Linked DNA regions of Sus scrofa: region 2 is linked to region 1. Evidence: chromatin contacts called from public HiChIP or PLAC-seq data. All regions are on one chromosome and are shown on one strand. Each heading gives the region's core, a stretch centred on a gene start, on an enhancer-like site or on the middle of the called end of the contact. The rest is flanking DNA. Distances are from core to core; before and after follow the strand shown.

Region 1 (4,802 bases), core at 397-2,896:
CATCAGACTGTCTCAGTGCCTCACACCTACGACCGACGGGCCAGGTCCTCACAGCAGCCTGTGAGCTGCGTTCCATCACTGCTCCATTTTACAGATGGGGAAGCCAAGCTCAGAGAGGGGCAGTGACTTGACCAAGGTCACCAAGACAGTGGCAGAGCCGGCATTCGGACCCAGGCCTCCTGGCTTCACGGTCTCAGCTCTTTACTATGGGTACTAATGCCTGCATTGCTGGAGGGAAAATAAATTGGTACGGCCACAGAAGCAGGTAACTTGGCAGTATCTTAAAGTTGAAAGTACCTGTAGCCTACAGTGCGGCAGGCCCACCGCTGGTGTCCAACCTAAAGAAACACTCACCCACGTGTCCAAAGAGGTACTGTTCTTACTCGAGGAAAACATGGCTGATTCCGGTCAAAGAGAATGCAGATGTTAAAAGATTAAGAAGAGCTAAATGTTGACTTAAAAAGTCATGCTGCAGATAAAAATATATAGCATGACAAAAACAAAAACAAAAACAAAAAAAAAAAGGAGTTGCCGTCGTGGCACAGCCGAAATGAATCTGACCAGCATCCATGAAGACACAGGTTCGATCCCTGGCCTTGCCCAGTGGGTTAAGGATCTGGCGTTGCTGTGGTGTAGGTCGAAGACATGGCTCAGATCTGGCATTGCTGTAGCTCTGGCGTAGGCCGGCAGCTACAACTCTGATTCGACCCCTAGCCTGGGAACCTCCATGTGCCATGGGGGCCACCCTAAAAAAAGACCAAAAAAAAAAAATGTATAGCATGATAGACCAATGGGGTTTAAAAAAACTACAATATGATACATACAAGCATGAAACACGATGTGTATGTATGATTATGTGTGTACACACGTGCATACATATATGTACACACGCATATGTACACACTGTGTACGTACATATAAATCTCTGTACACACATATCTATACAGACACTTAAACAGCTGTGTGTGTTACAACTGTCAAGAAGCATTCACTCCAAACCGATCGAAGGGCGATCTGGGTTTGGAACGCAGGCTAAGGATGAAAATAGATTTTAACTTTATCATTAAAGTTGTAAGAATGTGTTCAGATATTACCTGGGTAAGTAAAATGTCATCAAAAATAAATGTTGCCTGTTCCCTTGCTCTAGAAATGTCTTGGCTACTGGGGCCACTTGTAGTGTTATCTAGTATTACCTGCAGAATACACACGAACACACGCACACATTCACACTCACAAATACCCATGCACGCCTAATTTCTTTACTTGATAATATGAACACAAAAGACAGAATAGGAAAAAATACACATAAATGTTGCCAGTGCGTTGGCCCGTTGAAGATGCCAGCATCTGCGCTTTTTTCCCTGCTGCTTCTGGACACGCCAGACTTGTCCCCACACCCATCCTGGCTTCTCCCAAGCAACTGTGCTTTTCCTGGTGTCACTCAAACATGCAGGGGCGGGAGGGGTGAGGGGGTGTGGGTGGGGAGTGGGGGAGCCCTTCTTAGTCCCCATAGAGCATCCCAGCCACACCCACAATCCGCCTGTCCTCATTTCTAGGAAACAGAACGTCACACGGCCTGAGGGCCAGCTGGAATCGGTCTGGAATTCCAGCTGGGTAACCTGTCACGAGATCTTGGGGGAGTGACCGAGTCACTTGGAGTCTCGGTGTTTTCAGCTGTGAAGCAGGATGACAATGGCTACATTGAGTAATCGGTGGGGGGGGGGGGTTGGTTGGCTAATGCTGATCTCATGACTACCGGGAACATGATTCAGAGTTGCTGGAAACAGTCTTTCCCCAATTTGCTGGACCTTAACTAGCCATGGGGGTATCACAGAGATTGGCCCACTAATATTACTAGCTAGGGTCACATTTTAGCCACAACAAAGTCAGTGGGTTTGTGCCACTTTTTCCTGGAGAGGGTCTGCTCATGCCCTGTTCCTTGCTCTGTCTTCGGTGGTGCCAATGCCCTATTTTGGCTCAAGAGGCAAAAGGGAAGAAAACTCACACTTTTGAGCATTCCCTGTGGGCCAAGCACAGGTTCAGGCCCGCTCTGGGTATTGCCTCCTTTAATCCTTGAGGCACCAGCCTTGATGAAGCAACCTAGATGCCTGTGAGATGTGGCGTTCAGATGGAACCAGGCTAAGTGTCACAAACATGTCACATTCTGTCCCGGCCAGTGGACAGGCAGACCTCGCTTTATTGCACATCACAAGGTTTGCGGCAGCGCTGCATCGAGTAAGTCTATTGGTGCCATTTTCCCTACAGCCTCTGCTCACTTTGTGTCTCTGTCGCACGTTGTCCCAATATTCCAAATCTTTTCATTATTTTTCTATCTGTTACAGTGATTTTTTTTTTTTTTCCTTTTTATGACTGCGCCTGTAATATATGGAAGTTCCTGGGCTAGGGGTTGAATTGGAGCTGCAGCTGAGGCCTACGCCAGAGCCACGGCAACGCCAGATCCTTAACCCACTGAGCGAAGCCAGGATGGAACCCGCATCCTCATGGATACTCGTTGGGTTCTTAACCCACTGAGCCACTATAGGAAACTTCTGTTACGGGGATTTTTGATGTTACTATTACAAAAAGATTATTACTTGCTGAAGGCTGCTAGCATTCTTCAGCAATAAAGTTTGTGGGGTTTTTTGTTGTTTTTTTTTTTTGGTCTTTTTAGAGCCGCACCCATGGCATATGGAGGTTCCTAAACTAGGGGTCTAACTGGAGTTGCAGCTGCTGGCCTACACCACAGCAATGTGGAATCCAAGCTGCGTCTGTGACCTACACCACAGCTCACGGCAACGCTGGATCCTTAACCCTGAGCAAGGCCAGGGATTGAACCCGCAACCTCATGGTTCCTAGTTGGATTCGTTTCCGCTGCACCACGACAGGAACACCGGTATTTTTTTAATTAAGGTATGTACATGGTTTTTTTTTAGACATGAGGGTATTGCACACTTGAAAGCCTACAGCAGAGTGTACATATAACTTTTGTTTCCACTGGGAAACCAAAAAGTGGGTGTGACTTTCTTTACTGCAGTGGTCTGGAACCCAACCCGCCATGTCTCTGAGGTCTGCCTGTTTGTGCCAGTGGTCCCTGCGACAGCTAGTGGGCTGGGACAGTAGGTCCATCCCACCAGAACCCCCAGCGGACAGGGCCTTCATGAAGATTTCCATGGCAGGGGAGTTCCCGTCGTGGCGCAGTGGTTAACGAATCCGACTAGGAACCATGAGGTTGCAGGTTCGGTCCCTGCCCTTGCTCAGTGGGTTAACAACCCGGCGTTGCCGTGAGCTGTGGTGTAGGTTGCAGAAGCGGCTCGGATCCTGTGTTGCTGTGGCCTTGGCGTAGGCCGGCGTTTACAGCTCCGATTTGACCCCTAGCCTGGGAACCTCCATATGCTGCGAGTGGGGCCCTAAAAAGACAAAAAAAAAAAAAAAAAAAAGATTTCCATGGCAGCCAAAGGCCCATCCACATGGCAAACTTGCAGTGGAGGGCTAGGCTCCATGCCTCCAGGTGCAGGTGCTTTGAAACAGGAAGGAATGTTCATAAAACATGAACCTCAGAACGCGTCGGGAACATCTGACCCAACAGGATGCTGCTGAGCCGTGACCAAGTGGGGCCCTCGAGCACTGTGATCAAACAGGGCCAGCTCTCTAGCGGGCCATCAGCTGGAGCCATGGAAACGGACCCGCCTGGGCTGGCTGCTGCAGTTTCTGCATTCCCAAGTGTTTCCTGTCCCAGGCTTGGTGACAGTGGAGGGTGGAGGGAGGGATCCAGGGCCCTACCTGACTCGTTCTTCTCAATGATGTCTACCACCTGCCCCACGCTGAGGCTGATCTCCGAGCTCTCCTGCTTCTGGTAGTCCGCCACCACCACATACTGCTCCAGGACCATGGGGTCCACTGAAGTCAGGTCGCCCCCTGGGGATACAAAACGCTACCAGATGTCACATCTGGCCACCACTCATGAGGGAAGGCACAGGAGCTGGGGGTGGGGGGGGCCAGGAGGAGGACATTTCAAATAGAGCAAGAAGTCGTGGCCACCTCAACCATTTATCCTTTCACTCATTTGTTCACTCAGTCACCAAACCTGACCAAGTGCCGGTCCTGGCAGGCACTGTGGGTTCAGAGCTGATGAGGATGTGGTACTTGCCCTGAAGAAGCCGACAGCCCAGCGGGGAAGTTCATTCATCTCTCCATCCATTCATCCACTGGCCATTATCACCCATCATCACCCCACCAACTAAACATCCATTCATCATCCATCCATCTATCTATCCATCAATCGCCCATCATCACGCATCTATTCATTCACAAAGTCACCAGCGATGTTCCAAACATTCTATTAGATGCTGGAGGTACTAAAGTGAATGAAACAGACACGACTCCCAGCCTCAAGTAACTCAGTCTGGGGGGGGAGACAGACCCATGTGCAAATATATATGATCACTAAGTATACAGGAGACTATTAGTTTTCGATCGATGCTTTGCTGGAAACCACCAGGATGCCAGCCAAAGGGTGAGGAGGAAACAAGCTCCTATGTTAAATGGAGGACAACCCCCCTGTGGCCCCCCCCCGCAAAGGAGGTGACATAAAGCAGAGGCCCCTGAGACAAGGAGGCCTCGGGAGAATGGGCACAGAGACCTGCAGGCAGACTGTGGGATGGGGAAGGACCCTGAGCCTTCTAGGAACTGGGAGGAGGTGGCTCAAGTCAAGGAGTGAGGAGAGAGCAGTCCTGGGTGAGGTCACACTGGCAGACAAGGGTCGGAGCAGGCAGGGCTCTCTGAGCCACGGCAAGACGTTTGGA
Region 2 (5,561 bases), core at 202-2,701, 220 kb before region 1:
CCATCCACCCCCCGGCCCCTCCCCAAACCCCCGCCACTGCCAAAAACTGGTCGTCAGGACAATGGGCCCTTGAGTGGAGGAGGGGCGCCCAGTGTCCTCTGAACTATATCCAGTGGCAGCCAGGGTTGGCACACAGGGAGGGCACTGCAGGGACAGGTGCCAGGCTGATTGGGGTTGGAACCTGGTGGTGAGCCCTGAGATGGTCACTCTCTTTCTCGCTGACCCTCAGTCTTCACATCCATAAAATGGGGGTGACAACATCTCAGTGCCACAGAACTGTGAGGATTCGGTGAGACAGTCATGGAAGAGCCCAGCGCAGAGAAAGGGCCCAGCAAAGGGCAGCTACCTGTGTTCCTTCGCTGCCCCTTCCCTCTCACCTCCATCCCTGCCTCCTGATTCACAAGCTCCAGCACCTGCGCCCCCTCCCTAAGCCTCGTGGCACTCTGTCTGGAAAGCAGAAATGGTAAGAGGTAGAGAACACTTACCCCAGAGGCCCGAGAGGCCTGCACAGACTTTCAAGTGCTTAACAAAATGCTATCGTGGATACGCACGTGGGTCCCCGAAGTGTCCCTGCAGGCCCAAGCCAGAAGGACAGCAGGCGCCGATGAATGCCAGGGGACCCCACAGGGACCAGGATCCCAGAGCCCATTGGTAGGAGGTCCTGGCCCACAGGACTGCCGAGAAGGGCCACCACAGGCCACCCAGCTGACCACAGACCCGGAATTCAGGATTTCAGAGCTATCCCAGCCAGGACAAAACGAGTGGACTCACCAAAAGGCCTCTGGGAGGTCATCCCTTCCAAGTCCCCGGCATTAAGGGTCAGGAAGCAGAGGTACAAGGAGGGCACGGTGCTTTCTAGGGTCACAGAGAGTTGGTCCCAGATCTGGGAAGATCTCAGGTCCCCTGACTCCAGCCCGGCATTCCTTCTGCCACATTGAGCAACTTTCTTTCTTTTCTCTTTTTTTCTTTTTTCTTTTCTGCCACACACGCAGCATGCAGAAGTTCCCAGGCCAAGGACTGAACCTACGCCACAGCAGTGACAATGCCGGATCCTTAACCCACTGAGCGACTTTTTTTTTTTTTTTTTTTCGGTCTTTTCTAGGGCCGCTCACACAGCATATGGAGGTTCCCAGGCTAGGGGTCCAATCAGAGCTACAGCTGCCAGTCTACACCACAGCCACAGCAACACGGGATCCTTAACCCACTAAGCAAGGCCAGGGATCAAATCCGCAACCTCATGGTTCCTAGTCTGGTTCGTTAACCACTGAACCACGACGGGAATGCCTGAGCAACTTTCTAAATGCACCCAGTGCTGTTAGCTCCTATCTAATGTCACGTTCTCTTTTTAGGTCTGGTATTTTTTTAAGGCCAAATATGCAATCTCTGTCAGTGACCAACAGCTTGTCTCTGAGCCCAAGGCGACAAGCCACAGAAACCCTGGCCAGTGACATGCGGTCATGTGAACATGTGTGGACAGTGGGCCCCTCCCACCCCTCCCACCCACACCCTGCTCTGTGACTCTGGGCCCTGCACTTCCTCTTTGCAGAATGTTCACTTTCAAATAAGAAGTCACGGAGTTCCTATCATGGTGCAGCGGAAAAGAATCCAACTAGGAACCATGAGATTGTGGGTTCGATCCCTGGCCTCACTCAGTGGGTTAAGGATCTGGCATTGCTGTGGCTGTGGTGTAGGCCAGCAGCTGTAGCTCTGATTTGACCCATAGCCTGGGAACCTCCATATGTGGCAGATATGGCCCTAAAAAGCAAAAAATATAAAATAAGAAGACATACTCTGGAAAGCCAGCAGCCAGTCCTCCAGAGTCTCACACACACACACACTTGTGTACATGCACAGGAAGTTCACAGGGGCCTCACAAGCCTATTTTTGGATTCCCTAGGCCAGGAGTCCTGGCTTAAATGCCACCAGGTCTGAGTAGCTAACGTACGGGGCAAAGCAGCCTTGTATGGAAAAAATGCCATCTGGCACACTTTTCTGGGAACACAATCCTCTTGGTTATCTATACATGCCTCACAATTTTTTCTTTTTAGGGCCACACCCACGGCACATGGATGTTCCCGGGCAAGGGGTTGAATCGGAGCTGCCACTGCCGGCCTCCACCACAGGCAGAGCAACGCGGGATCTGGGCCACACCTGCCACCTACACCACAGCTCAGGGCAACACGGGATCCTTAACCCAGTAAGCGAGGCCAGGGATCAAACCTGCCTCCTCACAGAGACAAAGTGGGGTCCTTCACCTGCTGGGCCACAAGAGGAACTCCAATTTCCTCACTTTTGATAGAGACATAGGATGATAAATACTCATTTCTCTCGATTCTACTTTAAGAAAGACAGTGGCGCACACCGATGACAAACAGTGCCACCCCGCCGCCCCCCGGCCCCGTCGCCTCAGTATCGGGGATCACTAGGGAGTCGCGAGGCCTGAGGCGAACGAGAAAGCACATCTCTTCCTGAGGGGCTGGTGCTGCTCAGCCCCGGGCAACCGCTGCCACATCTCCAGGGTGTTCAAGAAAAGTCCAAAGGCCAGAGCTTGATGGGCCATCTCCTGACAAAAGGCAAGGAACACATTTCTAAAACCATCTCCCGCGCCAAACAGAATGTGTCTGTGGGCCCGTTCCAGCCCAGGGTCATCCGTTCGTGACCTCGCCCTAAGGTCACAGCCTGACTGGCACAGCAGACACCCTTCTCCTCCCAACCAACGAGAGGCTGCGAGTGGTAGAGACACGGAGGGTGACGTCATCCCCCAGAGGACATCTGGCAACATCCGGAGACACTTATGATTGTCATGCTGGGAGGGGAGATGGGGGTTCGGCCGGTATCTAGCGGGGAGAGGCAGGGATATTATTAAACCTCCTGCAGTGTACACGAGAGCTCCCCTCACACCGAAAATGACCCAAGCTCTGATGGTGACCCAACAGAGTCCAAAAGGCCTAGAAGCTACTCTGGGGACCACCACTGAAGTCGGGGGCGGAGGGTGGGGGAAGGCCCGCCACCCCAGCTCAGGCAGCTGCTGCTTTTCTCTGCGGCCCAAGGAACTTCCATGAAGAGTTCAACAGAGGAGGATTCCACAGCCACACACGCTGGGAAAGCCCGGGTGTAGACAATGAGAGTTGAGATGTGAGCTGGCAGGGGGAAGCCCAGGTCGGGAGAGGTGGGTCCAAACCCAGTCTCTGTCCCCTGAGTGTCCCTGGACCTGGCAGCCCCAGTGCTAAGAGGACCACCCCCAGCCTCTGGCCTTCTGGGCTCAGCCAAGCCCAAAGGCCACAGCCAAGAGTGTTCACCCAGGGACACTCCCACGACGGGGTCCTGAGACTGGGGCCCCACACAGCGCCAGCGGGGAGGAGCCCCTCCCCCTGGTCACCCTCCCCTCCAAGCCCTGTCAGTGCCGGGTGCTGAAGAGGCCCTCCGTGTCAACTTCCCTTCTAACAGGGAGCTCAGGGCCCGGGCTACAGGCTTTGGCAGGTAAGGGGATGGGGCCAGGATGGAATAGAAGGGGTTTCTTTTCTTTTCTTTCTATTTGTGGCAAGTGGGTCCTCCTAGTTTTCCATTTAGGGTAGTGAGACGAAAGTTTCTTTTTAAATAAATGTATTTAATTTCTAAAAAGGGAGTCACCTTAAAAAAAATATCAACTATTCCGGAGGCAGCAGGAAGAAGGAGGCCTGGGAGAGGCAGCCCCACTGAGAGTGTCACATACATAAATACTGCAGCCATTTAGCGCCAAGGACAGAAAGTTCACACCAAGGCTTCCCAATAATGGAGGCCTCCTTTTTTTTTTTTTCTCTTTTTTTCATCTTTTTAGGGCCCTCTGCATTGTCATCTGCGGAGTCAGCAGGAGCACCGTGCCCTCCAGGAGGCCTTTTAAACAAACAGAAAAGGCAGTGATAGCATTTTGGAGCCACTTCCCAGAGTGATGAAAATAAAAACAAAAATAAATAGGACTTGATTAGGGGAAGAATTTTTTTTTTTTTTTTTTTTTTTGCCTTTTGTAGGGCTTCTCCCACAGCATATGGAGGTTTCCAGGCTAGGGGTCTAAACGGAGCTGTCGTCACCAGCCTATGCCAGAGCCACAGCAACACGGGATCCTTAACTCAATGAGCAAGGCCAGGGATCGAACCCACAACCTCATGGTTCCTAGTCAGATTCACTCACCACTGAGCCACGATGGGAACTCCAAAAGGGGAAGAATTTAAAAGGCCTGCTCCTGCTGACTCTGCGGATGACGATGCAGAGGGCCTGCATTATTAGAAGAACAAAAGCCTAAAGGTGCCACCTGCAAGTAGCTGAAAACAGCTGGAGAAGAGAGGCCTGGGGAGACTCTGATAGATTATAGATAGGCCCTAACTAGCCTGTGCACCAGCTAACAGGTTTGGAATATACTCTGGAGAGCTGTGGAAGGGCTTTCCACAGGGCAGTGGGTCATGAGGATCGTCCCTCCTCCACAGCCTCTGGCATCTGCATGTCTGGGCTTGCGACTAATTTGCTATGTGACGTGGGGTAAATTCCAGACCCTCTCTGGTCTTTCAAGTGTGATGCTGGCTGCACGACATCCAGCTGCAGCATTCTGTGCTTTCATCAGCACTCTTCTGGTTTGGCCCCAGGGGTGTTCCAGAGGCAGCTTTTACTGGCTTATGGGAACTAAGGGTTAAATTTTCAGGACTTTTTGTCAGCCAGTTATTAAATACAACCATCACTTAAGATTAAGTCATGTAACCTTATAATTTTAAAAATTACATTGAAAACAACCAAGGTGAAAAATACTCAAAACTCATCACTTTCCTAATTATTTTAGCTCATTCTACTGTTACCTCTTCCCCTGGAGTTGTTTACATCTGCATGGCAGAAACAACTTCATCCTGGGAGTGCTGCTGCATCTTTTCCCAACTCTGTTTAGTGACATTTTGTTTTAATTTGAAATTGACCACAGTGGGAATATTTACACCACAGAAATTGGCAGATGCTATAAACCAGGGCTGTTCTTCCCAGAAAGTGGATTGTTAACCATTTATCATCATGTCACTCAGTCCGACTCCCATAAGACATGTAGAAAAAGAGACCCAACCCTTGAAAGACTTTCCCAGAGACCAAAATGTGGCTCAGGGCTGGGGATGGGAGATGAGGTTGTTGGGGGAGGGCCAGTGATAAACCAAAGGAAATTCATGAGGTCAGCCCAGGGTTTCCTCCATTCGCTTGTTTTGGGGGCCTGGATGCACATCCAGAGCTGCAGTGTCGGCGCTGTCCAATGCAGCAGCCGCTAACCACATGTGGCCCCGGAGCACCGGAAATGCGGCTAGTGCAGAACGAAACCTACCGCTGTATTCACTTTTAACTAATTTAAATTTAAAACCCGATACTTGATTCCATTACTGGGATACCTTTAAGAATGCTGGAACAAACTGGATATGAATCTACTTTTTCCACTGTAAATTTTATGACATCTAAATACAGAACAAAGATTTCCAATGAAAATTTAGCTGTGAATTGAGATGTGCCGTAAGTGTTCAACACAAACTGGATTTGAAGGGTGAGAATGAAAAAAACAGTAA

Evidence for each region. HiChIP or PLAC-seq counts read pairs in DNA pulled down with a chosen protein or histone mark.
Region 2: an H3K27ac HiChIP or PLAC-seq map of alveolar macrophages shows a contact between it and region 1. The contact joins two enhancer-like sites. A contact is called at or near these places in 1 of 47 Hi-C or Micro-C datasets (epiblast stem cells) and 1 of 2 datasets of contacts at active chromatin or transcription factors (alveolar macrophages).

Annotation. Positions count from the first base shown.
Region 1 is chr16:51,822,670-51,827,471 of Sscrofa11.1, reverse strand. SH3PXD2B (SH3 and PX domain-containing protein 2B) reads right to left here. Exons shown (of 14, transcript XM_021077089.1): 7 at 3,781-3,915. Among named protein-coding and RNA genes, the nearest start is that of UBTD2, 82 kb to the left of the region's middle. Within about 2 kb of position 1,646, at least 32 of the 83 cell types and tissues checked have an H3K27ac peak or open chromatin away from gene starts, as enhancers often do. A contact at or near this core is called in alveolar macrophages, where this site is marked.
Region 2 is chr16:52,036,756-52,042,316 of Sscrofa11.1, reverse strand. All of the region lies in intron 2 of STK10 (serine/threonine-protein kinase 10), which reads right to left. Among named protein-coding and RNA genes, the nearest start is that of STK10, 36 kb to the right of the region's middle. Within about 2 kb of position 1,451, at least 15 of the 83 cell types and tissues checked have an H3K27ac peak or open chromatin away from gene starts, as enhancers often do. A contact at or near this core is called in alveolar macrophages, where this site is marked.